7 separate regions of the Mus musculus genome follow, and regions 1, 2, 3, 5, 6 and 7 are each linked to region 4. The links are chromatin contacts, called in public Hi-C, HiCAR-type, HiChIP or PLAC-seq and promoter capture Hi-C maps. All regions are on one chromosome and are shown on one strand. Each heading gives the region's core, a stretch centred on a gene start, on an enhancer-like site or on the middle of the called end of the contact. The rest is flanking DNA. Distances are from core to core; before and after follow the strand shown. Region 1 overlaps Agk (acylglycerol kinase). Region 2 holds the start of Agk (acylglycerol kinase). Region 3 holds the start of Parp12 (poly (ADP-ribose) polymerase family, member 12). Region 4 holds the start of Braf (Braf transforming gene). Region 5 overlaps Agk (acylglycerol kinase). Region 6 holds the start of Ssbp1 (single-stranded DNA binding protein 1). Region 7 holds the start of Hipk2 (homeodomain interacting protein kinase 2).

The links. Promoter capture Hi-C pulls out the DNA fragments that hold promoters and counts their contacts. A called contact is a pair of places that touch in the nucleus more often than the background predicts. HiCAR-type assays count read pairs that join an accessible place to other places. HiChIP or PLAC-seq counts read pairs in DNA pulled down with a chosen protein or histone mark.
Region 1: a HiCAR-type map of fibro-adipogenic progenitors shows a contact between it and region 4, with 4 times the contacts expected there. The contact joins the enhancer-like site here to the promoter of Braf in region 4. A contact is called at or near these places in 2 of 39 promoter capture datasets (the 3T3-L1 cell line and embryonic stem cells) and 5 of 115 datasets of contacts at active chromatin or transcription factors (SST interneurons, astrocytes, embryonic midbrain and 2 more).
Region 2: a promoter capture Hi-C map of hippocampal neurons shows a contact between it and region 4, with 6 times the contacts expected there. The contact joins the promoter of Agk here to the promoter of Braf in region 4. A contact is called at or near these places in 4 of 39 promoter capture datasets (the 3T3-L1 cell line, hippocampal neurons and second pharyngeal arch cranial neural crest), 1 of 484 Hi-C or Micro-C datasets (CD8 T cells) and 3 of 115 datasets of contacts at active chromatin or transcription factors (astrocytes, embryonic hindbrain and forebrain).
Region 3: a contact with region 4 is called in an H3K27ac HiChIP or PLAC-seq map of embryonic stem cells, with 3 times the contacts expected there. The contact joins the promoter of Parp12 here to the promoter of Braf in region 4. A contact is called at or near these places in 1 of 39 promoter capture datasets (neutrophils), 2 of 115 datasets of contacts at active chromatin or transcription factors (embryonic stem cells and memory CD8 T cells) and 1 of 9 other capture datasets (adipose tissue).
Region 5: a contact with region 4 is called in a Hi-C map of cortical neurons, with 1.9 times the contacts expected there. The contact joins the enhancer-like site here to the promoter of Braf in region 4. A contact is called at or near these places in 2 of 39 promoter capture datasets (cranial neural crest and hippocampal neurons), 1 of 484 Hi-C or Micro-C datasets (cortical neurons) and 3 of 115 datasets of contacts at active chromatin or transcription factors (astrocytes, embryonic forebrain and forebrain).
Region 6: a contact with region 4 is called in a Hi-C map of pre-B cells, with 4 times the contacts expected there. The contact joins the promoter of Ssbp1 here to the promoter of Braf in region 4. A contact is called at or near these places in 5 of 39 promoter capture datasets (the 3T3-L1 cell line, cranial neural crest, frontonasal cranial neural crest and 2 more), 1 of 484 Hi-C or Micro-C datasets (pre-B cells), 2 of 115 datasets of contacts at active chromatin or transcription factors (bone marrow-derived macrophages and pancreatic cancer cells) and 1 of 9 other capture datasets (adipose tissue).
Region 7: a contact with region 4 is called in a promoter capture Hi-C map of pre-B cells, with 2.3 times the contacts expected there. The contact joins the promoter of Hipk2 here to the promoter of Braf in region 4. A contact is called at or near these places in 2 of 39 promoter capture datasets (neutrophils and pre-B cells), 1 of 484 Hi-C or Micro-C datasets (CD4 T cells) and 1 of 115 datasets of contacts at active chromatin or transcription factors (astrocytes).

The regions. Positions count from the first base shown.
Region 1 is chr6:40,345,948-40,349,071 of GRCm38.p6, reverse strand. Agk (acylglycerol kinase) reads right to left here. Exons shown (of 16, transcript NM_023538.2): 3 at 1,621-1,660. Among named protein-coding and RNA genes, the nearest start is that of Agk, 22 kb to the right of the region's middle. Within about 2 kb of position 1,476, at least 30 of the 459 cell types and tissues checked have an H3K27ac peak or open chromatin away from gene starts, as enhancers often do. A contact at or near this core is called in fibro-adipogenic progenitors, where this site is marked.
Region 2 is chr6:40,323,591-40,326,737 of GRCm38.p6, reverse strand. It overlaps Agk (acylglycerol kinase), which reads right to left and starts at 1,260. Exons shown (of 16, transcript NM_023538.2): 1 at 1,208-1,260.
Region 3 is chr6:39,116,831-39,119,655 of GRCm38.p6, reverse strand. Parp12 (poly (ADP-ribose) polymerase family, member 12) reads left to right here and starts at 1,307. Exons shown (of 12, transcript NM_172893.3): 1 at 1,307-1,849. The coding sequence starts at 1,497. 4930599N23Rik (RIKEN cDNA 4930599N23 gene) reads right to left here and starts at 1,183. Exons shown (of 4, transcript NR_045813.1): 1 at 836-1,183.
Region 4 is chr6:39,724,139-39,727,143 of GRCm38.p6, reverse strand. Braf (Braf transforming gene) reads left to right here and starts at 1,681. Exons shown (of 22, transcript NM_139294.5): 1 at 1,681-2,037. The coding sequence starts at 1,849.
Region 5 is chr6:40,392,063-40,394,901 of GRCm38.p6, reverse strand. It overlaps Agk (acylglycerol kinase), which reads right to left. Exons shown (of 16, transcript NM_023538.2): 14 at 2,179-2,249; 15 at 204-288. Among named protein-coding and RNA genes, the nearest start is that of Dennd11, 43 kb to the left of the region's middle. Within about 2 kb of position 1,476, at least 21 of the 459 cell types and tissues checked have an H3K27ac peak or open chromatin away from gene starts, as enhancers often do. A contact at or near this core is called in cortical neurons, where this site is marked.
Region 6 is chr6:40,469,765-40,472,901 of GRCm38.p6, reverse strand. It overlaps Ssbp1 (single-stranded DNA binding protein 1), which reads right to left and starts at 1,487. Exons shown (of 6, transcript NM_028358.2): 1 at 1,443-1,487; 2 at 769-831. The coding sequence starts at 792.
Region 7 is chr6:38,874,554-38,877,741 of GRCm38.p6, reverse strand. It overlaps Hipk2 (homeodomain interacting protein kinase 2), which reads left to right and starts at 1,552. Exons shown (of 15, transcript NM_010433.2): 1 at 1,552-1,943. The coding sequence starts at 1,925. It also overlaps a transcript of Tbxas1 not described here.

The DNA of each region.
Region 1 (3,124 bases), core at 227-2,726, 620 kb before region 4:
CCTATAAGCCAGCCCCAAGTAAATGTTTTCCTTTATAAGAGTTATGGTCATGGTGGTATCTCTTCCCAGTACCCCAGTACTCTGTAGCCAGATTCCAGATCTACAGCACTAGACTGCCCCTCCTTATCCTCATTTCCTAGTCCCAAGAATTCCTAGCCAGACTTGTAAAGTCAGGTGTCAGGTCCATAATGGATTAAGAAGTTTGTAAAAACTAGAGTTGAGTTTACATGATTTTTTTAAATCACTCAATAATTTAGATTATAAAAAGACCATAGGAAAAGTAGAGAAAGCTGAGAGGATCAATGCACCTTTAGTCACATGGAAGATGCTAAACATGTGCAGAGGACTGGAGGATTAGAACAGTAAGGGGTCAGTATGTGGAAAAGTTCCTAACAAGACCTTGTTCCTGGGAAAGTAAGTGGGGCTGAAATTCAGAAAGAACATAAGCAGAGGATTCACCTTAAGTAAGAGGAGAGTGTATCAGCAGAACTCCCTGGAACTCAATATTAAGGTTTATTTGATAATTACCTTGATTTGATCATTAAGAATTACATATATGTTCTAGAGTATCATACTGAGACTCAAAAATAATCCAACAGCTTATTTTTTGAGGGACTCATAGCCTATCTCAGGCTGGCCTGAAACTCATTATGTAACCCAGGAGGTAAACACATGGCAATCCTCCTGCCTCAGCTTCCTGAAAGTGAAGCATCTTGCTGATCTTAAAAATAAAATTTAAAGCTTATTTAAATTAATTTTTAAAATAACTTAAAGCTATACTAGATGGTATATCTGTGCAGAAATAAAATCAAATTCTTAAAACATATTTGGAGCCAAAGAAGGATTTATTAATAGTATCTATTGTCATTATCATCTATGAAAATAATTCAGAAACAAACATGAGGTTTGACACCCACTTCTACTAAATGTGTTCGTTTTCTTTGCCATTTTAACTTTCATACATCTCTTCAGGCATTTCTGACATCATAAGCTTAAATGACATATAACAAAAAGGTACTGAGTCACAGAAATCCATCTGCAGGGTATAAACTACAAATAGGGAAGAGAGGAAAGCCAGGGTGTTAAATCTGAAAGGATTTACAACTCAACTATCACCACCACAGCCAGATAAATGAATGCTTAAGCAGCATCTCGTGGAACTGGATGGCAGTGCAGTGCTAGGAATCAGCTATGTTAGTGACATGGGCTTTAAAAGCAGAAGAAAACAATTTTAACAAGACTTGACTTTCAGAGGTAAAATCTGTTCTGAACCAAGATCCCTGGGGGCTATTCCAGATTCAGGGTTTAGCCAGATATTCAAGGATAACTGCAAACGCACGCCAATTCTTAGCTCTTCAGCCGTCCAGTTATGTGTTCTTGGGAGGGATCCAGGAGTAAACAAGCCTAACAGGGTGGGCGTCAGCACTGTTCTTCACCAGATGGCTAACTTCCACCCATTCCACTCAGAGTTGGCTGATGGCCTGATCCATCTGGAGGTGGAGGGAAAATAGTCACACTGCACTGATGCAAGACCCCAAGTAAGTCAGTCCCTGGAGTGGCTGTGTCTTCTGCACAGCGGAGATAAGGGCGATTTAATTTTATCACAGGAAATGGCATTACCTGAGCTTCTTGACAGGCTGCTCTTCTTAGCAGGTTATCACTATCAAAGCAAACAAAAGAAACCCAGCATTAGCATTCCTAGAGATTAAGACCCAAATAGAATGGATGGGCTTAAAAAAAAAAAAAAAAGTACCTTAAGTAAAGATTTCTTAAAGACCTGATCTCAAACCAGGAGCACATTCAAGAAATACATTCTCTGAGTGAAAGCTTGTATTACCTATTTCTACATTCTGGTGTGTAGAAAAATGACCCAGACTCCTGACACATCTAGAGCCTAGTGTCCAGAGCCTGAAGAGCTGGAGCTCCATATGGCAACAGGAAAGAGCAGATTAACTTAGAGCTTCAGGACCGGGAGCATCCGAAACTATCCGATAAGTCTTCCAGGCAGAGAGGCTTTTATGGCTGTGATCAGAACACAGGTAACTCTGGGAGGGTGGTCACCTCCTGGCTTTAAAGACAGAAGGAACGATGAGCCCAGGAATGTTGACAGCCTTGCCAACTGGAAAAGCCAGGAAGTAGCCTTTCCCCTTATAGCATTTGAAGGAATGGCAGGCCTTGTAAACCCTTGCACTTTGGCCTACAAAATAGTATAATAAATATTGACGGTGTGCCAAACTAAGTTATTAGTCAACAACAAGAAACTAATATACGTCTTGGGTTTTTCTACCCAGTGGATATTACTTGGGTCATTTGACAAAGCTGAATTTGATATTTCGCTTCTTCTGTTACTGTTTTATGAGACCCCTCTTTTTTTTATAGCACTATCAGATACTCTATTATATCACAAATGTAAATAGGAGGTAAAAGTTTGGCTTCCAAATATGAAAACATTCTTTCAGAATGCAAACATGTATTTAGCATAAAAGCTGTCTAAAGTGTGTCATGAGACTAAATGGGCTCTGATTGTTTGCAGAGGCCAAGGCCACAGTCTGCACTTACACACTTGGTATTGCTAGAAAATAACCAAAGAAAATATTTTAAAGGAAAAAAAGATTACTTTACATATATTCCTTGATCACCATTATAACACTGGAGACCTGAAAATTGGCAATGGACAGTAATTTCAAGACTGATAATTAGGAAGGAATGAGAATAAAACAATAGATTTTGCCACAGTTGCTACCTGTTAACCTGTTTTCCACAGGCAAGCAACAAAATACCCCAAAATAGTGAATGACCTGAAAGCTAGAAACAATGTTCCCTGAAAAGTATAATGGCTCCAGTACCTTAAAAGCACACATTAATAAAGTTGAAAGGCACTGATCTGTTATGAGGGCTGGTCTATATGTAGCTCTGACAGTCAGGGTCAGGCCCCACCTGCTGTGTAACTAACTCTGCACACAGGTGGCAGAGGAGTTGTGTAACCTTCTCCCCTCCCCCACCCTTCATCATTATTAATACTGCCTCATCTTTCAGAATATTCTTCAAAATCAAAAGAATATTAATCTAATGTGCAAAATGGAATATGCAGCCTATAGAAAAGCCAGAATATGCACTGATTTAG
Region 2 (3,147 bases), core at 11-2,510, 600 kb before region 4:
AGAATATAAAACAGACTGCCAGAACCTGAAAGTAAATCTAAAAGGAGCCATTCGAGGGGTGACTGCCACAAATTCTAGACAAGAGTCAACAAATGATTTGGAGGTCTTTATGAAATAGAAATGGGCAGGGCTTGATGATCAACTGATTGCAAGAGGTGAAGGACGAGGAAACGGAGCCAGGTTTTGTGCTTGGGCAACGGATTGTTAAGTGATTTCAAGGCTTTGGATTTACATTGTAGGTTTGTGGGGAAACAGTGTGCAGTTAAGGAGACTCTAGACTGTTCCACCTGCTGGAAGGCTGGAACATCACCCAAGTAGAGAGGGGCATGGAACGAATATCGGACAGTCGACAACACTCTGAGTGGACTGTCTTTTTAAAAAGCCACGCCCACCCTGTCTTAAATGCTTTCTATATTATTAAAAGATGAGGGAAATATGCAGGCAGCCTAGTGTGCAAAGAGGACTGGCCAAGGTGCTTAACGAAATCCTAGCTTTGTCGTTTACAGATGGTGAGACCCTGGATAAGTCAATTAACATTTTCCCTAGAGAAAAAGGGAAACACCATTAATTTTTGCAGTGAAGCAGTTGTGAATAAAATCTGTATTTGTCTTCACAATCTGTAATACATTCAGTGTATATTCCCTTCTCAGTAGCCAAAATTTTCATTCTCACTAATGTCAGTTAAAAATCTCAAATTTTATGCCTAAATTAACATATCTTTGCCTTCCAAACAGGCTTTCCCCAAACCCAAAAACTCTCAAATTCTGACCCTCTTCTGACAAGAAAAGTAGGGGTTTTCTCACTAAAGAGCTTTTTAGAACAGATTCTAGTCATCCACATCTGCAGAACCTAATAAATAGAACGAATGAACCGACCCACCCTTTAGGGTTCAAATATTACTGGCCCCGTTTTTTTGTTCCGGAGTACCCCACAGCCCAAGGTGGGAAGTAGCTGAGGGGTTCACAGGTTAGGGACGGCTCTGGGACTCGAACCGGCACACCTGACTCGCAGGGACAACGGGCGTGCACGCCATGCTGGCCCGGCCCAATCTCCCCTCCTCCCGCCCCACCGCAGTCAGCAACCGCGTGGCCGATCCCCGGACGCCAGGCGGGTTCCCCGGACGCTCTGCTCAACGCAGCCACCAGCGGCTGCGCTCCACACCCTGACAACACACATCCCGCGGCCCTAGCTTGCTCCCCGAACTCACCGCTGCCCGCCGCTCAGCGCCCGGCCTTTCCTGTGTGCTCTCACAAAACTCTCCCTCTCTTTTCAGGGAAACCGCTCCCTCTGCTCTCGGGTTCCGACGCGGAGCAGCGCGAGCCAGGCGGGGGCGAGCCCTCCCGTGACCTAGGGATGGGCTCGCAGCAGCCACCGCCCTCCCTTCCCTTTCTCTCACATTACTTGTTCATTCAATCTTTCATCTATCCATCTGTCGCCAGCCAGTCGTTTCTGGAAAGTTCACAATACATAATAAGAACAGTTTTACGATTTGGAACTAAATCAGAAAGTAATTAAATGGCTAAGGCATAGTGGTAAATGAAACAAAATAAAACAAAACCCAGCGACAGGGCGGGAGATGAGGAGGCACTGTGTTAAATTAACGAGCGGAAGTTTGAGCTCCAGAGAGCAGGAAGATGATGATCAGGTCTGGATGCACGGAAGAGCAGGGTGGGGTGGGAGTGGGGCTGAGGCTGGGGAAATCAGGCACAAAATCACAGAACCCTTAGGCCTGTGTGCTGGAGGCAGAAAGAGCTATGAGAAAAGGGAGCCATGCAGCAGGAGAGCCCACAGGGGTGTTGGACAACAGAAAAATGTGTCTTGTTAAAATATAAAGATCGCTGGGCTGAAGATGAAGGGCAGGTGCAGAGAAGCTTCCTGTTAGCTGCCTTACACCAAGGCAGTTACAAAAACTTTTTATCTTGCCACCTTTCACTGCGAGGAAGATGTCAACAAAATAAAACAGATTTTGCTGCAAAGAGGACTCTTAGAAGTCTGCCCTGAGGGCACAACATTGCTGTCTTAAATGGGAACAGTTTTTCAGTAGGAACATCTTCAAATGGGAACTCGCCTGAGATGTCCCAAGACTGGATCCACTAATATTTGATCTCTAGGGACTCCCATCTTCCACAAGATGTACAAGCAATTAAAGGTTACTGGGCCAGAGGGGCTGAGGAGTGTTGAGGGAACTTCTTCACTGGTATTGCCTCCTCTAAGTTGCTCATGTTCCTATAGGTAATTCCTCACTACCCCAATCAAATTCATGGATCCACAAATCTAGACTTTAGTGGAATCATTTCTTCGGGGTCTGTTCCTGTCACTATCTGGAGAAAATAGACATTTCTTCACTGCTGTCTCCCTAGGAAACAGGAAATAAATGTATTCTGAGCCAAGTATGAATGGCAATGGTTTTGGAACACAGATTCAAGTTGCCCTGAATGACACGTTCCACCGTAGAATAGGTTAGTTGGACACTTATGAATCAGAAAATAAAATAAAGCCATGAGCCCATTTGTCTTAGTCAGGGTTTCTATTCCCGAACAAACATGACCAAGAAGCAGTTGGGGAGGAAAGGGTTTATTCAGCTTACACTTCCATATTGCTGTTCATCATCAAAGGAAGTCAGGACTGGAACTCAGACAGGTTAGAAAGCAGGTGCTGATGCAGAAGCCATGGAGAGATGTTCCTTACTGGTTTGCTTCCCCTGGCTTGCTCAGCCTGCTCTCTTATAGAACCCAAGACTACCAGCCCAGTGATGGTCCCACCCACAAGGGGCCTTTCCCCCTTGATCACTAGTTGAGAAAAATCTCATGGAGGCATTTCCCCAACTGAAGCTCCTTTCTCTGTGATAATTCCAACTGTGTCAAGTTGACACAAAACTAGCCAGTACAATTGACCCCTTGTCAACTTGACACACAAACACATCACTAGTAAGCCTCAACCCTTACATTCTTATTCATCCCCAAGATCTAAATAACTTTAAAAGTCCCACAGTCTCTACATATTCTTAAAATATCCATCTCTTTTAAAACCCAAAGCCTTTTTACAATTAAAAGTCTCTTAACTGTGGGCTCCACTAAAAATAGTTTCTTACTTCAAGAGGGAAAAACATCAGGGCACAGTCACAATCAAAAGCAAAAATTAAACTCC
Region 3 (2,825 bases), core at 58-2,557, 610 kb after region 4:
CTAAGGATTGAGCCCAGGGGCTATACCCTCAGTTGCTCTTTTCTGTAGTATTTTATACTTAGAATAAAATTTTATTCATTTTAAATTAATTTTCTAAGCACTCACCTCCCAATTTTCAGCCTTCACCTTTCCTTTTTCCACTTTCCTAGTACCTCCCACACTCCACTGTGACCAAAGTGTTGGGTTTGCTTCATGCTCACTCAAAAACATCCTACTGTGTACACTTTCAAATCCAGACTGGACTAGAACTCAGAGATTGCCTGCCTCTGCCTCCCAAGTGCCGGGATTAAAGGCGCCTTCACACCTGTCGTGCCTGGTGTCTGAAGCGTCCAGAAGAGGGTGTCAGATCCCTCCTGGAACCAGGGTTACAGGCAGTTGTGAGCTGCTATGTGGGTGCTGGGAACCCGGCCGAGGTCCTCTTCCAGAGCAGTGCGGCCGCTTAACCTCCGATCAGCCCCATGGAATACTACTTGATTACAATCTTTTCTCACAACATACTAATGTCCTTCTAGGTCAAACCCAGAGAATTAACATGCTTGTTAAACTCTTGTTGTCTGAATCACCGTCTTACTGTTTCCAGTACTCCGTCCTCTCCTGTGAACATGACTTACTAACGCTTTTATTCCCGGGAGACTCCTGGAGGAAGGAATGGGGGTGCCAAAAGTCGTATTTTAATAGGTATACCCCCACACACCCCCGTTTACTTACCCCGAGAACGTTTAACTCCCAGGGTAACACACAGGAGAGTTCTTTCCGGTGAGGAATCGAACTAGGTGCATCACCTTTACTCAGAAGGGGCGAGGGAGGGAGGATCGGCCCCCTTTAAAGGACGTACCTACGCTTTCCTTCTGGAAATGCGGGATCCGCTACAAAAGCGGAGTGTCTGGCAATTCGGAGCGACTGTTTCCGTTTGTTCCGGGGTGCGGTGGGACCGGGTCCGTCGTCCCCGCTTCCGAGGCCCGCCTGCTAAAGCCCGCTTTGGCTCGGGCGACTTCTGAGCCCCCCTGAGCGCGCCGGCCGACGCACCAACCGGCCGCAACCGGCCGGCGCCGTCTGGAAACTTCGCTCGGCTTTTCCGAGATCGAGGTTGCTGACTGAACCCCCCGCGGCGTCCCTCGGGCCTAGCTGAACGCGCCACTCGCCTCACAGGACGCTGCTGCCTCGAAGGGAGCGGCCACGACTCCCTCAGACGCGGGAGTCCGGCCCCGTGAGGACCCGCGCCCCGCATCTCCGGCCGCGCGACGCCTCGAGGCACGCCGGGTCGCCCAGTGCGCGCGCAAGCGAGCGCGGGCCGCCGTCGAGCCGCGCGGTCCCCAGCTGGCGGCCCTAAGACAAGGGCGCCGGCTCCTCAGCTGCGGCCCGAGGGCGTGGCAAGGCCCCACGGCTCCTGTTTTCCCGGCCGGAGCCCGCTTTCGGTTTCGTTTCCTTCCAGCGAAACAGTGGGGCCCGGCCCGTGAAAGGCGCCGCCGTCCGTGCTAAGCCTCAGTCCGACGGCCATGGCCCAGGCCGCGGTGGCAGTGGCAGAGGTGACCCAGCTGCTGTGCGCGGCGGGGGGCGCCTTGGAGTTGGCGGAGCTGCGGCGCCGCTTGCGAACCAGCCTGGGGACCGACGCGCTGGAGCGGCTGCTGCGGGACTGCGGGCGCTTCGTGGTGGCCTCGCGGGCGGTCGTGGCCGTGGGCGCGGGCCGGGAGGCCGCGGCGGCAGCCTCGGAGCGCTTGGTGCTGGCCGTGTCGTCGCTGCGTCTGTGCCGCGCGCATCAGGGCCCCAAGCCGGGCTGCACCGGGCTCTGCGCGCAGCTGCATCTCTGCAAGTTTCTCATCTACGGCAACTGCAAGTTCCTGAAGACCGGGTAAGGACGCCAACGGTGGGCTTGGGCGGATGCTCCTGGCCCTCCACTCTCGGACCTCCACCCTCGTCCCGTGATTGGGGCAGACCGCTAGGTGACAGTTCCTCAGCCTCGCCTGTCCTTCACTCTCAAGAACGTTTATTGATCACCTACTTAGTGACTGGCAGTGTATGGTGGACTAGCACAGATAGAATGTGGTGCCAAGAGGGACACCTGAGCATGGCAGTATGGCCCCCAGGAGGGAAGCTGGTCCTCAGGGCTGCTTTGAGGAGCAGGCAGCAAGGCTTGCTGTCCCAGCTGTAAGGAGGCTTTGGAAGTGCCACTCAACTTCTGTTTGTCTGTTTACAAGCCGAAATTCAGAATTTCAAGATCCATAGAGAGTTCCGCTCTCCTCTAGCCACAGACCTTCCTGGGTGCCTTTCTACACCCCCACCCCCCACCCCCCACTTTGTTTCATTTAGGTGGCAGAGCCCTGTCTGGAATGCCCTTCCTGGTTTGCTTTTTTAGCGCCTCGGGCAGGAGCTGAAAGATTTTTCGCTTTTTTGAGCTTTCTCTAACTCTTCCACAACACACTTTATGTCCTTATTAGTCTGGGCTGCTCTCTGCTTGCACCTGCAAGGTGATTAGTGAAATCTGTTTATACTGAAGAATTTGGGCCTCACCTTAAAGGTGATAAGGCCTGTTGAATGTCAGCTGTGAGGTTTGTGTTTTAGGAAGATGTCTTGGGTAATGATTCGGGGATGCTGGGTTAGGAGAGGATGTTGGAGACTTCATGCTTCGAATCTAGTCCAGTTATCTAGAAGGATTAGTTTCTTCCCTCCCTGCTTCCTTTTGCTGTAACAGTAGACATCACTTTTTATGATGTCAGGTTAATAGTCACGTTGGGTTAGTAACCTTGACCTGTGTAGTCAATCAGGGATCCAGACTGGGTACAGCTGCACCCTCAACACTTTTGAGACAGTTCTAAGTATCAAGTTCT
Region 4 (3,005 bases), core at 432-2,931:
GGGGGTACATGCCTTTGATCCCAGCACTCAGGAAGCAGAGGTAGTCAGATCTCTGGGAATCAAGTTCCAGGACAGCCAAGCGCTGTTACACAGAGAAACCCTGTCTCAAACAAAACAAAAGAGAAATGTCTTAGAAATTTTAATGTTGTAAAAAAAAATGTTATAATGATACATTCTTAGGGAATAATTTCCTAAAGTAAACCTGGACAGTTAGGGACTAAACAACAACAACAAACAACAACAATACCCCAAAACCCCAACAGTTGTGTTTCAGACAAAATCAAGGAGGAAGTGTCCCTTGCCTGGTTGTTGGCCCTATTTTAGTATGCTTAGACATTATGTATTTATGGTTTTTAAAAACTGCCTTAAACTAGCATAGCTTGATAATATAGTCTCTATCTGTGATCATCTCCTTCACTCGAATCTGTCAGATCATCTTCTGACTTAAATGTAGCTCTCAGGGGAATGTCCCTGCTTGGAAGAGAATGTACAATGTCATTGGCAAACACAGAATAGCTATTTGATTGGTGGCATTTTTTTTCAATACACAAGAACGTAATGCTTTGATTCACCAAGCAGCCACACGTGCACTGCTTACCTTGAAGCAAAGCATCAGTTGCCGGGCCTGTGCTGATCAGACCAAATAGGCAGACATCCTATTGTCAGAAGCTTTCTACCTTTCAACTCATCCTAAATGCAATAAAGAGGTTGGTGGCGACCATCCCCCTTTCCATTAATAGAAGTGCACACACAGACACACAGACAACTCAACTCAAGAGTTAAACTGGAAATTCCTGAATAGTGTTGGTAGCTTCTGTTTTTCACTCCTGTTTTCTCTTTTTCTTAACACACTTCCTCTCTCCATTATTTCCTTCTTTGGTTAAACGTACTTTAACCATGTAATTTACATAAAGAAATTGGGTTTAATTTCTGCAACTTGGGCTTCTCTGAGATGATTTAATTCTCTTCTCCCAATTCTTTTTTTCATATACAGTTTGAAGAGAATGCCTTGGATCAGTCAGGATCTACAAAATATTTTAAATTATTTTCTTTGGAATAAAAATTAGCTATGATGCATAAGATGTCTAAAATGGTCATGTGTTCTCCTCAGGTCCTAGTGCATGGAAGGAGCCAATTGATAGTAAATGACTGAAACTAGGCAATAAATACCCTGAAGACCAGCTTTAGATTTTCATTTATACTTCAACAGATCAAGTCCTTTAGGGACAGGATACAAACACCATACTGAGAATTTAGCTGCTCCAAGACAGTTCTATGAAATTTGGCTTGGCTGATGTTTCAACCTTGGCGTTTAAGGTCTTATTTTTATGACACCCAGAGCTTCTTTGTAACGGCAGTAATAAGTACTACAGACTTTCCGGCCTTCTTCCCTCTAGGATTTTAACTTCTTTAAAACACCACCCCCTGCTCTTCTAGTAAATCCCACATGACAGAACAGGCTGAGAAAAAATAGGAAGCCGGAGCCATGGAAACTGTGCGGGTAGAAACGTGTGAGCGCGAGGGTGGTTGGAGGAGAAGGAACACTCCCCTGGCGACAGCGGCGCGAGGGTGCTCCTCGGATGACGTCACGCACCCAGGTGACGTCACGACCGTGACATGCGGGTGACGCCGTTGCCGCGGCGACTCCTCGTCGTCTCCGCCCCCTCCCCCCCCCAAATCCCCTCAGGCTCGGCTGCGCCGGGGCCGCCGGCGGGTTCCAGAGGTGGCCTCCGCCCCGGCCGCTCCGCCCACGCCCCCCGCGCCTCCGCGCCCGCCTCCGCCCGCCCTGCGCCTCCCTTCCCCCTCCCCGCCCCGCGGCGGCCGCTCGGCCCGGCTCGCGCTTCGAAGATGGCGGCGCTGAGTGGCGGCGGTGGCAGCAGCAGCGGTGGCGGCGGCGGCGGTGGCGGCGGCGGTGGCGGTGGCGACGGCGGCGGCGGCGCCGAGCAGGGCCAGGCTCTGTTCAATGGCGACATGGAGCCGGAGGCCGGCGCTGGCGCCGCGGCCTCTTCGGCTGCGGACCCGGCCATTCCTGAAGAGGTGAGTGGCGGCGCCATCCCCCCCCAGTGCTCGCGCGTCAGGGGCTCGGCGGGCCAGTGTTTATGCGAGGGACCGAGGCAGCAGAAGGAGCCCCGGCAGTGCTTGGTAGCCGGCGGGGAGGTGGTTATCGGCCGAGTGTCCCCCTCTGTCTTGTAGCTCCTCGCTACGTAAACACACACGATGGCCCAGGGGGGTTCCCCGGCCCCCACCCAGATGGGATTGGGGCAGTGGGGGCAGAGCTGGAGCCTTTTCAGAGGGGGCGAAACTCTGGGTTGGAGAAGGTCACGCCTGGCTGAGGCTTCCAGCCCTGCATCCCTGAGATGTTTTCCTTTTTGCTAGCCGGCAGGGACGGCGTCGAGGATGGAGCTTAGTGGCCAGGGCAGTACCCCTTGGTCCCCTAGCCCTAGGAACCGCCGTGTGCGATTACTCCCTGATCCTGGGGATGACGGAGCGCATCTTTCCACTCTCCTCACTATCTTCCCTTTGCAGGCCCTTGTCCCCTTCCCACTTTGCTACTTGTTTGGGGGATTTTTCTTTTGACCGGTTTTTGCCCAGGGGATGATTTTTTTTTTTGGTGTAGTCTTTACTTTTTCAGCCCCAAATTTTACTGTTCCGAAGCTTTTCCCATCCTGGTCTCTGATCCCCGAATAATACTGTTTGTCAGTGCTCCCTTGCTGACCCGTAAACCTCTATCCTCATCCACCACCCCGCTCATTTCTCAACTGTACCTACTTGCTTCTAACCTTAGTTTCCACGGAAGAGCATTTTTGCTCTTCTCTTGCCCTAGTCCCCTTGAGTGCCTCTACTTCATTCCACTGCACCGTCACCTTGTAATCCGTTGTTATCTTCACAAATCCTTTTGGACACTTTGCAAGCTATTCACTCCCTGAACCCCAAAGCTGTCAAGATTCCATCAGGTTTCACTTGGCCCTTTGCTCCCTTGCACTGCTGGCAGTTTGGGTTAGTCT
Region 5 (2,839 bases), core at 227-2,726, 670 kb before region 4:
TGGCCTAGAGACGCTAAGCCTCAGAGGCCTGCTCCAAATCAGTAGCATGGAAGCGTTTGCCTTTCTTTTCTGGTCTCCTTTAACTCAGACCTGATAACGAGTTGTTAAACAGAAGGGACCTAAATGGTAGGCGTTAATATGGAAAGAGGAAGAAAATGGAGAAAAAGACAAATCAACTCAAAACAGCTTGTGGTCCATCTTACCTCAGGAAGAACCAGAGTACAGTGGCTGGCTTGGAGGCACTCGGTGCCAGCTGCACGCAGGCCAGGGTCTCTCACCTTCTTACTTCTATTAGTATAAGAAAAAGCAAGGTTGGAATCTTTGATGGCAACTGCAATAGACCTCAGAAAAGCCCACCGATGAGGGCAAGAAAGGCAGAGTGCGGAGACCAGGGCTCAGTGAACAAGTCTCCCTGGGATTCTAACCAGTGTTGGGGTACATTCTACGAGACTGACTGACTTGCTGTGGAGTGAGAACTGCATAAAGCTGCCATGAAGTTTCTCTCAATTTTCTTAATTTTAAAATGGTTCTACATCTATCTATCTAGTTGTGCATCTCAAATGTAAAAATTAAGATGTAATTCAGTCATTTGAGGAAAGCATCAAAGTTCTGTTCCTTGGTCCTTGTGATCCTTTATGAAGGGCAATTTATTCTGCTTTAGGGTAGATAATGCTTTTACCCTTATAAATAGTCTTAGCTATTTTCTCATCACTCTCCATAGATAACAGCCTCCTTAGCACACTTACCTTTGCTAAGTAGCCTTGGAGTAAAGCAATCAGACACAAACATGCGAGACCTCAACACACATGTACTCCATTTAGTTAATTATGGTAAATACAAAAAGAGAGAAAAGGATAGAGGGAGAAGTTTAAATCCAGCCTGAGCTACTTGGGGAGTTAAAGGCAAGCATGGGCTATAAGAGACTTTGTCTCAAAAAAAAATCTTTTGTTATTTTGAAGTAGCAATTTTTTCATGTATGAATTTGTCATCAGAGTTTCAGAACCAGCTTCATCAGGTTTCATTGAGATATTTAGTGGATGCATGCATTGCACAAATTTACTTCTCTTAAGGACCAAAGGGAAACTTGCTTAAAGAATGCTGAACATAATACCATTTAATTAATTGATACAGTGGGTTTTTTTGGTTTGGGTGTCAGTTTTATAAAGGAGATTTGAATATGGCTGCTCCCATTAGCTAGACGCACTTAAGATACTGTGCGATTTATGCACACTGTGGAAGGGACAGGCTTTTTTTCCTTCTTCCTTTTCCCATACAGCGAGAGTAATCAAAGGCTGCAGAAGGGACCATTCAGTATCTGAAGAATTTGTATCAAAGGCGAGAACAACACAGACTAATGAAAAGTGTGCTGCAGCCAATGCTGGAATAGATAATGATGCAGCCATGGAGACACAGTTGCTGCAGGAGCAATGTCCAATCCCTAAATTGGGCACAAGAGGGAGCACCAGGACAAAGCAAAGGAGGCTGAGCAGATTACGGGTTGGCATGGGAACGAACATACAGCTCCTTAGATACTTTGAGGATGTCTGGAGAGTTTACAGAATACTCAGCCAATGAAATTCCAGCCAAGGCAGGAGTTAACAAATCAGGCAGGACTTGGAAGAGTCTACTGTATTAGAAAAGGGGAAGCCTAGGAAATGTCCAAGTAGATATTCAGTGTCCTTTCAAGTTTGTCCTTGATGTTCTGGGAATGGGAAAACAAGGTGAATAGCATGCGCAGTAAAAGTCGCCGGGAAGTGCTACTCAATGTCAAAAGCCTCCTTGAGACTGACAAGTAGTCCTCAGGTAGTAGACATGATGATAACCTTCCATTTTACAGATGAGAAAGGACTCAGACAAGTCAACTGCCTTAGAGTTCCAGAGCCAGTGAGGAGGCAATCAAGCTCCCTGAGACTATAGATAGTCCTTAGCACGGCCTGAAACACCGAATTCTTTCATTTCAATGGAAAGGCAGACTGTTAACGTTCTGTTCTTCCCAAAATGAGCAGAGAGGGCAAAAGTACACATGCCAGCTCCATTCTAAAAAAGAAGGCCAGAATTCCCAGACAGACAAGGCCGTTGGCAGGTCTCCATCTTAGACAGACAGCACACTCTGGATAGAAAGGTTTGAGGACACCAGTTCCTTGATGAAGCCCCATTTCCTACAGACCAGGCACTTACCCTATGATTATGAAATCTCCTTTGCTGACAGTGTCAGGTTCAATGCAAATGTTCATAAAATCCTCTTTGCTCTAGAAAGATTAAGAATGGGAATGTTAAGACTTGGAAATTGGGCTAATGAAGCTGTCGCCCACAGGTGTCTGGGTTCTCTAAAATGTTCTAAATGCAACTGGAGCAGACAATAGCAACCTACTTATTTCCCAATAACGGTTGCAAAACTTGATGGTTCTATCCATACAAAGCTCTGAAAGCCTGATGCAGAAGAAAGTGCTATGAAAAGAGTCATGAATCCTGTCCCCCTCCTCAGTTTCCTGCTAGTCATTAGCAAGCAGCACCAGCCTAGCCTTCAGTTAAGCAATCCCAACACTTCTGTATGGCCTTCTTGGGGAAGTTCACAACTTGTAGGCCCAGGAGAGCATACACAAGCCTCTGTGAGCCACTGCCTGAGTTTCAAAGGTACCACTAAAGCACAGCTGTATCTCTCAACTAGGAATTACAAAACACATTGTTCTGACATAATGACCGCTCAGAATCTACATTTCACATTTCATCCAACTACCTACTAAGAGTCAGCCACATTTCATCAGCCCTCAGAATATTTGGGTTAACACAGAAGGAATTTTGCCCACAAAGAACTTACATTTCACTGAAGGGAATGCAC
Region 6 (3,137 bases), core at 238-2,737, 750 kb before region 4:
CTTTTATAACGAATTTGACTCATTAGTCTTAAGAGGAGAAGAAAAGTAATAGATTTTACATTAGGAGAATTTACAAGACTTGGTACCCACGTGCCACACTGAGGAAAAATGGTAATTAAGGCCTGCTTAAGGCTGGCTAGAGTAGAGGACACCCGACTAGATTGCAGAATGGTCATGAATTTGTGGCAAGAAGTGAGCTCTGCTCTCTGGATAGCAAGATGGGAGTGGGGAGGAGAGGGGCCAGAAGGTCATAAAAGACCAGAGCCATATGGGACAAGGTTAGAAGAAATCAGGTGCGATGGGGCAGGCCTGAAATACCATCGGTGACAAAGTAGAAGCAGGAGGAGGAAGGTTCTTGGTCATCTCAGCCTAACAGTGAGTCTCAAGATAGTCTTAACTATGAGTGGCTGTCTCAAAAACAGCAAAACAAAAATGATAATAATAACTTACATAATTAAATGAATACTCTGATCTAAGCACTGGTAACAAATATTTACTAAATTAAATTCATGAGGTGTACTACATATGCGAATACACTTTAAAAATCATTTTTGATTCAGTAAACATTATGAGCTTCACACACACATAAACACACACACACACAAAATCCCTTCTGAATCTCCCACATCAAATAAACACATAGAACACGCTGGATAGGCGTAAGAATCTCGTGCTTATGTATGCAAAATCGAAAAGCAACAAAACAAAACATGGCTATAGACTATGGAAACACGGTTGGAGCACTCACTAATGTAGAAAAGTGACTACCTGTAACACAGGTCTTCGAAACATGGCTTCTGTTTTTCTTACAACCTAATCTTTAGGCTTTTCCTAAAGGAAAGAAAGAAAAGAGAAAAATGATAAATCAAGAAACTACAGTATCCATCAAGAACACACATGCTCTCTAGTCCTAAATCCTAAGCGCGTCCAGCTTCTCGTGCACCCAATTTGCAACCGCATTTTTTGCACGTGTGGGGAGTTCCTTTCTTTTTGAAAACAAAAACTGAGCGAGACAAAAGAAACTCTGTGGTTCTGGGTCTCAACCAGCAGAAAAGAGGGGAAAAACCTGTTCTCACTTGCAATCCATTGTCTGCTAGATTTCTTTACAATAGAAGTTGTCTCGGACATTTTTTTTTCCAACTTGTTCTGTTATTCTAGACCCCTAAAACTGTCTCTACAAACAGTGCGGGCACAGTAAACGCTACTCCGAAAGGACGCAAATCAGTGCCTTCGTCCCCGTTAGCGCTGAGTAAGCCCGGCTCCCCAGCCTCGCCGCGGGGGCAAGAGGCTGCTCTTCCCCCAAAGTGGCGCTCGCGAGCAGCACAGGGAACGGCGGGGGACACTCGGACTCCAGCGAGGAGCCGCACAACTCCTCCCGAGCCCCGCACGCGCCCGTGCACTCGGGAAACACAACTTCGTGCCAGCCTTCTCCCCTCCCTCACCGGACACGCAGAGCCCGACCGCCAGCGGCTCGCTTCCGGCGCACGGAGCCCGCAAAGCTCGCGAGATGCAAGGAAAGACAGGAAATCTCTGAAGTGCGTCGTTGAAATGCCGCCGGCTGATGTCGCCGGAAACACGACCCCTCAATTTAGAAGTGCCAGGAACTTCTGTCCAGGCGGAAGTGGGCGGATCAACGATGCCACCTGTGGGTAGTTTTACGATTTTGGTTTTGTTTTTTTGTTGTTTGGTTTGGTTTAGTTTGGTTGTTGGGGTTTTTTGTTTTGTTTTGTTTTTCCTGATCTCCACCCTCGCTCCGGTAGTGGCCCCGCACTGGCTAACCAAACTCTGGCCAGAACTCTATTCCCAGCCCTAAATTGAAATTATTTGATGTTCCCAGCCTGGGAAAGGGAGTGAGGTAGGTGAAATAAAACATATTTGAGCCCCTGGAGGAACTAAAACCGACACAAGTCTCCTAATGCAGTAAGACTGAAGAATTAATTGCTGTCAAAACCTCGGTGATCTAGATATGTTAACATGTTAAGTCAAAAAATTCAAGAAACACGTGAGGAGCAAAATTTTTAACATCTTTATTAAGTACCGGTCCCAAACTGTGCCTAAGGCACAAGAGAAATGCGCCCTTATATTATGTATTTGTATATATGTTTTCCCTAAAACATTAAAAGTTTATGAAATTCCAAAACATTTTGAAGAAGTGTTAAAAGTCAAAACGTTGCTTTATTTTAAAGCAAAGTGTAATTAAGATTTTACTTTTATAGAAAGAAACTGATCAGTATTTTTTAGATTTTTTTTTTTCATTTTGTGTTTCAATTCTACATCTTTGGCAGTTATTCTAGATGGAAAAGCTTAAAAGAAAGAAAGAGAGAGAGAGAGAGAGAGAGAGAGAGAGAGAGAGAGAGAGAGAAAGAGAAAAGAAAAAAGACACTGTCTCGCTGTGTATCCCTGGCTGGCCTGAAACTTGGATCTCATGTAGACCAGACCAGGCTTGTCTCTAACTCCCAGAGATTCCCCTTGCTGCATCTACCTCCCTAGTGCTGTGATTAAAGGCATGTGCCATCACATCCAGCACTCAGTGACAGTCTTAAACAATCTCAAGTAACTTAAGCTTGTTGATCTTGTATTTGGTAATATCATGTTCATAGTAAAATTTCTTAGTTTTAACATTTCCAAAATACTGCATTGAGACATCTTTTCTTTTGATTGCTGACTTTCTTTTGCTCCTCTAAATCCTATGTTGTTTACCCTAATCCTGGCCCTAGTGAAGTAACGCACTTATGAATCCTACAAATTAAGGAACCCAAGGCAACAAGATTCAGTGGGGCTCCAGTGTTAGACAGAAGGGAACTCCAAACCATTCAAACAGACACACTGCCTCCTAAGGTCCATTCTTTCTGATTTTAGGAGGGGGGGGGGTCTGAATTATTGTCTGGCTCACTAGTGACGCCTTTATAGATGTTTACTTCCCTGTACTTTTACCTTTACAAAGTTGATTTCCTGAAATAACGAGGCACTGAATTGGACAGGGACACACACACACACCCTAGTAATAAGAAGACATCCCACCTGCTACATTAGTTCAATGGTTTCCTCTTTATGAGCTTTGGAGGCAAGACAAAGGAAAAACAAAGTTGCTCCTTTTCCTCCAGAGAGAAATCCCGCCCGCCCACCTCGCAAGCTTT
Region 7 (3,188 bases), core at 303-2,802, 850 kb after region 4:
ATTTGAGAGAGCAGCAGTATTTAGGAGCAACCGGCCATGAACAAATCTAGGGAAACCAGTTAAGGATTACAAGGGGATAGAAAGGGACAAGTGAAGAGTGTGAAGGAAGATCGTAGGGGCCTAAAGATCTAAAGTTAAGGTCCAATACTTTGTATCATTGGATAATATCCTTTACTGTTGTGGGCTTCTTGGACTGCAAAACGGCAAGGCAGGCCTAGATGATCTCTGAGGTTCCCCTTACCAATGGTCGCCTAGGAGTCTACAACGTGAAGAACATTAGAGTAAGGAAAGCACTAGTGTAATGTAATATGAAATATTGAGGCAAAGAAGATCGCCGTCAAGGACCATCCCAAGATGAAGTGAAACTTATTTTCCAGTAACAAAACCAGCCACGTGTGTGCAGGAGCTAGGTTGTTTTTTTATTTTTGGGTGGTGGATGGGCACGGGATACAGAAGCTGGAAAGATAGTGAGAAAACAATGGTCTTAAAAAGAAAAGAAAACAATGGGCTTGTTTTAAAGAAAGTTCTCCAGAGTTAGAGGTCATCATATTACATCCCCACCCTCAAGGTAGCTTCTAAACTGTTTTGGACCTATGATTTACAGGTAGGAAATACAATTTACATCAGGTGTCCAGTATTCATACCTGAAAATAAAGGGTTTATGAGACAAAATATTTTTTGCTGGATACTAATATTTTGTTGGCTTTTCAGAAGCTTTGTTGTCACCCACTTAATTTCTTTTATGAACTATTCATATATCAGGACTCAACAAGTTTTCGTAAGTTGGAGGCAAAAGGCAGGGCGTCCCGTGCAGACGTCCAGAAGCGAGCTGGAGAGGCAAATCAGGGCAGAGATCCAGGCTAGGAGAGTTTAGAGAACGTTTCGCTCCGGCCCGAGTGAGCAGAAAAAAAGCAAAACCCTGGAGCCACTAGGTGGGACCCTCCCACCCGGATGATGGAGGAGAGGGCTCTCCAAACATCGGGATCAGGCGTCCATCCTGACGTTGCGTTTTCCCCGAGCAGTTCAGGGAGCTCCCCCGACATTCTCCCGGGAGGACTACGCGCCCACTCCCTCCAGTCATTTCCCCCGCGTGTCGGCTAGAACGGAGCCCGCACGCGCTGGGGTGAAGACACTTTGCCCGGCAGCGGGACTGCTGTCGGCAGCAGCCGCTCGCGCTCCCCGGCCCGGTCGGCCGGCGCGCGCACACCCACGCGCGCACTCCCAAGCACGCACACACAAAGTTGTGGCCGCCTCCACCGCGGAGCTCCGGTCGGCGGCTGCGGGCCAGCGCACCGCGCTCTCGCCCAGCCCCGCTCGCACGGCCGCTCGGCTCCCCTCGGGCCGCGCTCGGCCCCCGCCGACGCCCCGCTCTGCCCTTCGGCTCGGCCCTCCCCGCCTCGCATCCGTGCCATCGGCGCTCGATTGCGCGCGGACTCCCTGGGGCTCTTCCCGGCTCGTTCGCTCGCGCTTGCCCGCCCGCCCGCTCGCGCCCGGCCGCGCCGCCCCGCCCCCGCCCCCTCCCCCTGCTCCTCACGGGCAACTTTTGCCGGCGCCCCCGCCTCACAGCCATGCGGAGCTGAGCTCCGGCCCGGGCCCTGGCCGCCGCAGCCCGCCCCGGCTCCCGCCCTCGCGGACCCGCCCGGCCCTTGGCCTCGGCGCCTTAGCCGCCCCGGGCCGGCCGAGCCCCCCGCGCAGGGCCCGGGCCGCGGCTACGGCGGCGGCGGCGGCGGCGGCGACGCGCCCGCCCGGCCCCCTCCCCCGGCGCCGGCCAAGTGAGGCGGTGATGCGGGCGCTGGCGGCCTGGGCTGCGCCGAGAGCGGAGACACAGGCTCAAGATGGCAGATTCCCACTGAGGCTGAGGGGGCCGAGCTCGCGCGCCGCGTTCCCTTCTCCGTTGCCATGAACCGCGGACACCCCGGCCCCGATGGCCCCCGTGTACGAAGGTAAGGGGCACCCGGCCCGCGATCCCCCCGCTCGCTCGGCCAGCCGCGGCCCCCGTAGCTTTGTTCTGCCCGCGGCCCCTCGCCCGGCAGCCCCCGGCCGCAGCCCCGGGCCCTGGTCCTGGGGGCTCGCGACCTTCCCCGGTGCCCCCATCCTGGGTCCAGACGGGACCGGAGCCGGCCTGGAGCAGGATCTTATTTCCAGGGCAGAGAAGGCGGCTGGGGGGTGTGTGCCGGTGGGCTGCTGCCCAAAGAAAAGAAATGGGGGCGGCGTGTGGGAAAAGACGGATCCGTGACTGCTTTCTGTTTATTTGTGATAAATGAAGGTGATGCGGTCCTCCCCCATTACCTTTAAACGATCTCCTTTCTACTTGTCCGTCCTCTCTGCTCCCTTTTCCAAACATCTCCACTCCCACCCCACACTCCTTTATTCTTCCCGAGCCTCCGATTTTTGGGGGGTGGTGGTGGTGGTGGTGGCTGTGGAATCCGATTGAAAGGGGCCAAGCGATGAGAGAGGGTTGAGATGAAAAGTCCATTTCAGACCCAGGCAGAACAATGAAATAGGCTCAAAATCTCCCCGCAGTTGGCGTGTGGAAGGGAGAATGTAGTTTGGCTTTTTGGGGGGGGCGGGGAAGGGGGTGCGAAAGAAGGTTTTCTGGCTCGGCCTGGGTAGATCGGTGCTGTGCACCTTCACCTGGCGTTGGCTGATTTTTTTCCCATTTGACTGTCTTTAGAAGAAAGAAAAGGTAAGGCGATACAGCTGCCTCGCGCACTCTTTCGGTTCTCTTCAGTCAGTTCCGTCAGCTTGCAGCGAGAAAATCAAGCCGGAATCAACTAAGTTTTTACTCTTCTATGGGGTTTTGTGTGCTTGTAGTACCGGGTATTTTTCAACCAAAGTGTGCCAGATTTTTTCAGTTATTTCGTCGTGAAAATGTTTCTCTCGTGAAATCATTGAAATAGCAGCCCTTTACATACTTTTAGCGTGGGTCCATCTGGCTTTCTTTCGGTTTTGTTCAGATATTCTGTGTATGAAATCGCAAATGAGAGGGAAACGGGTTTGCCAGGAACCAAGAGGAGGGGCTAGGGGAGATTGTAATCCTATAAACCCAGGGAACTGTTGGGCCGAGTGAAACAGGGATCTCATTAATAGTTTTATCTCTGTTAGGAGAGGCTGATTTAAAAAAAAAAAAAAAACTTATCTGAAAAGAAAATCTGTTATTAGTACCAGGGCTCTAAATGAATTAGGTT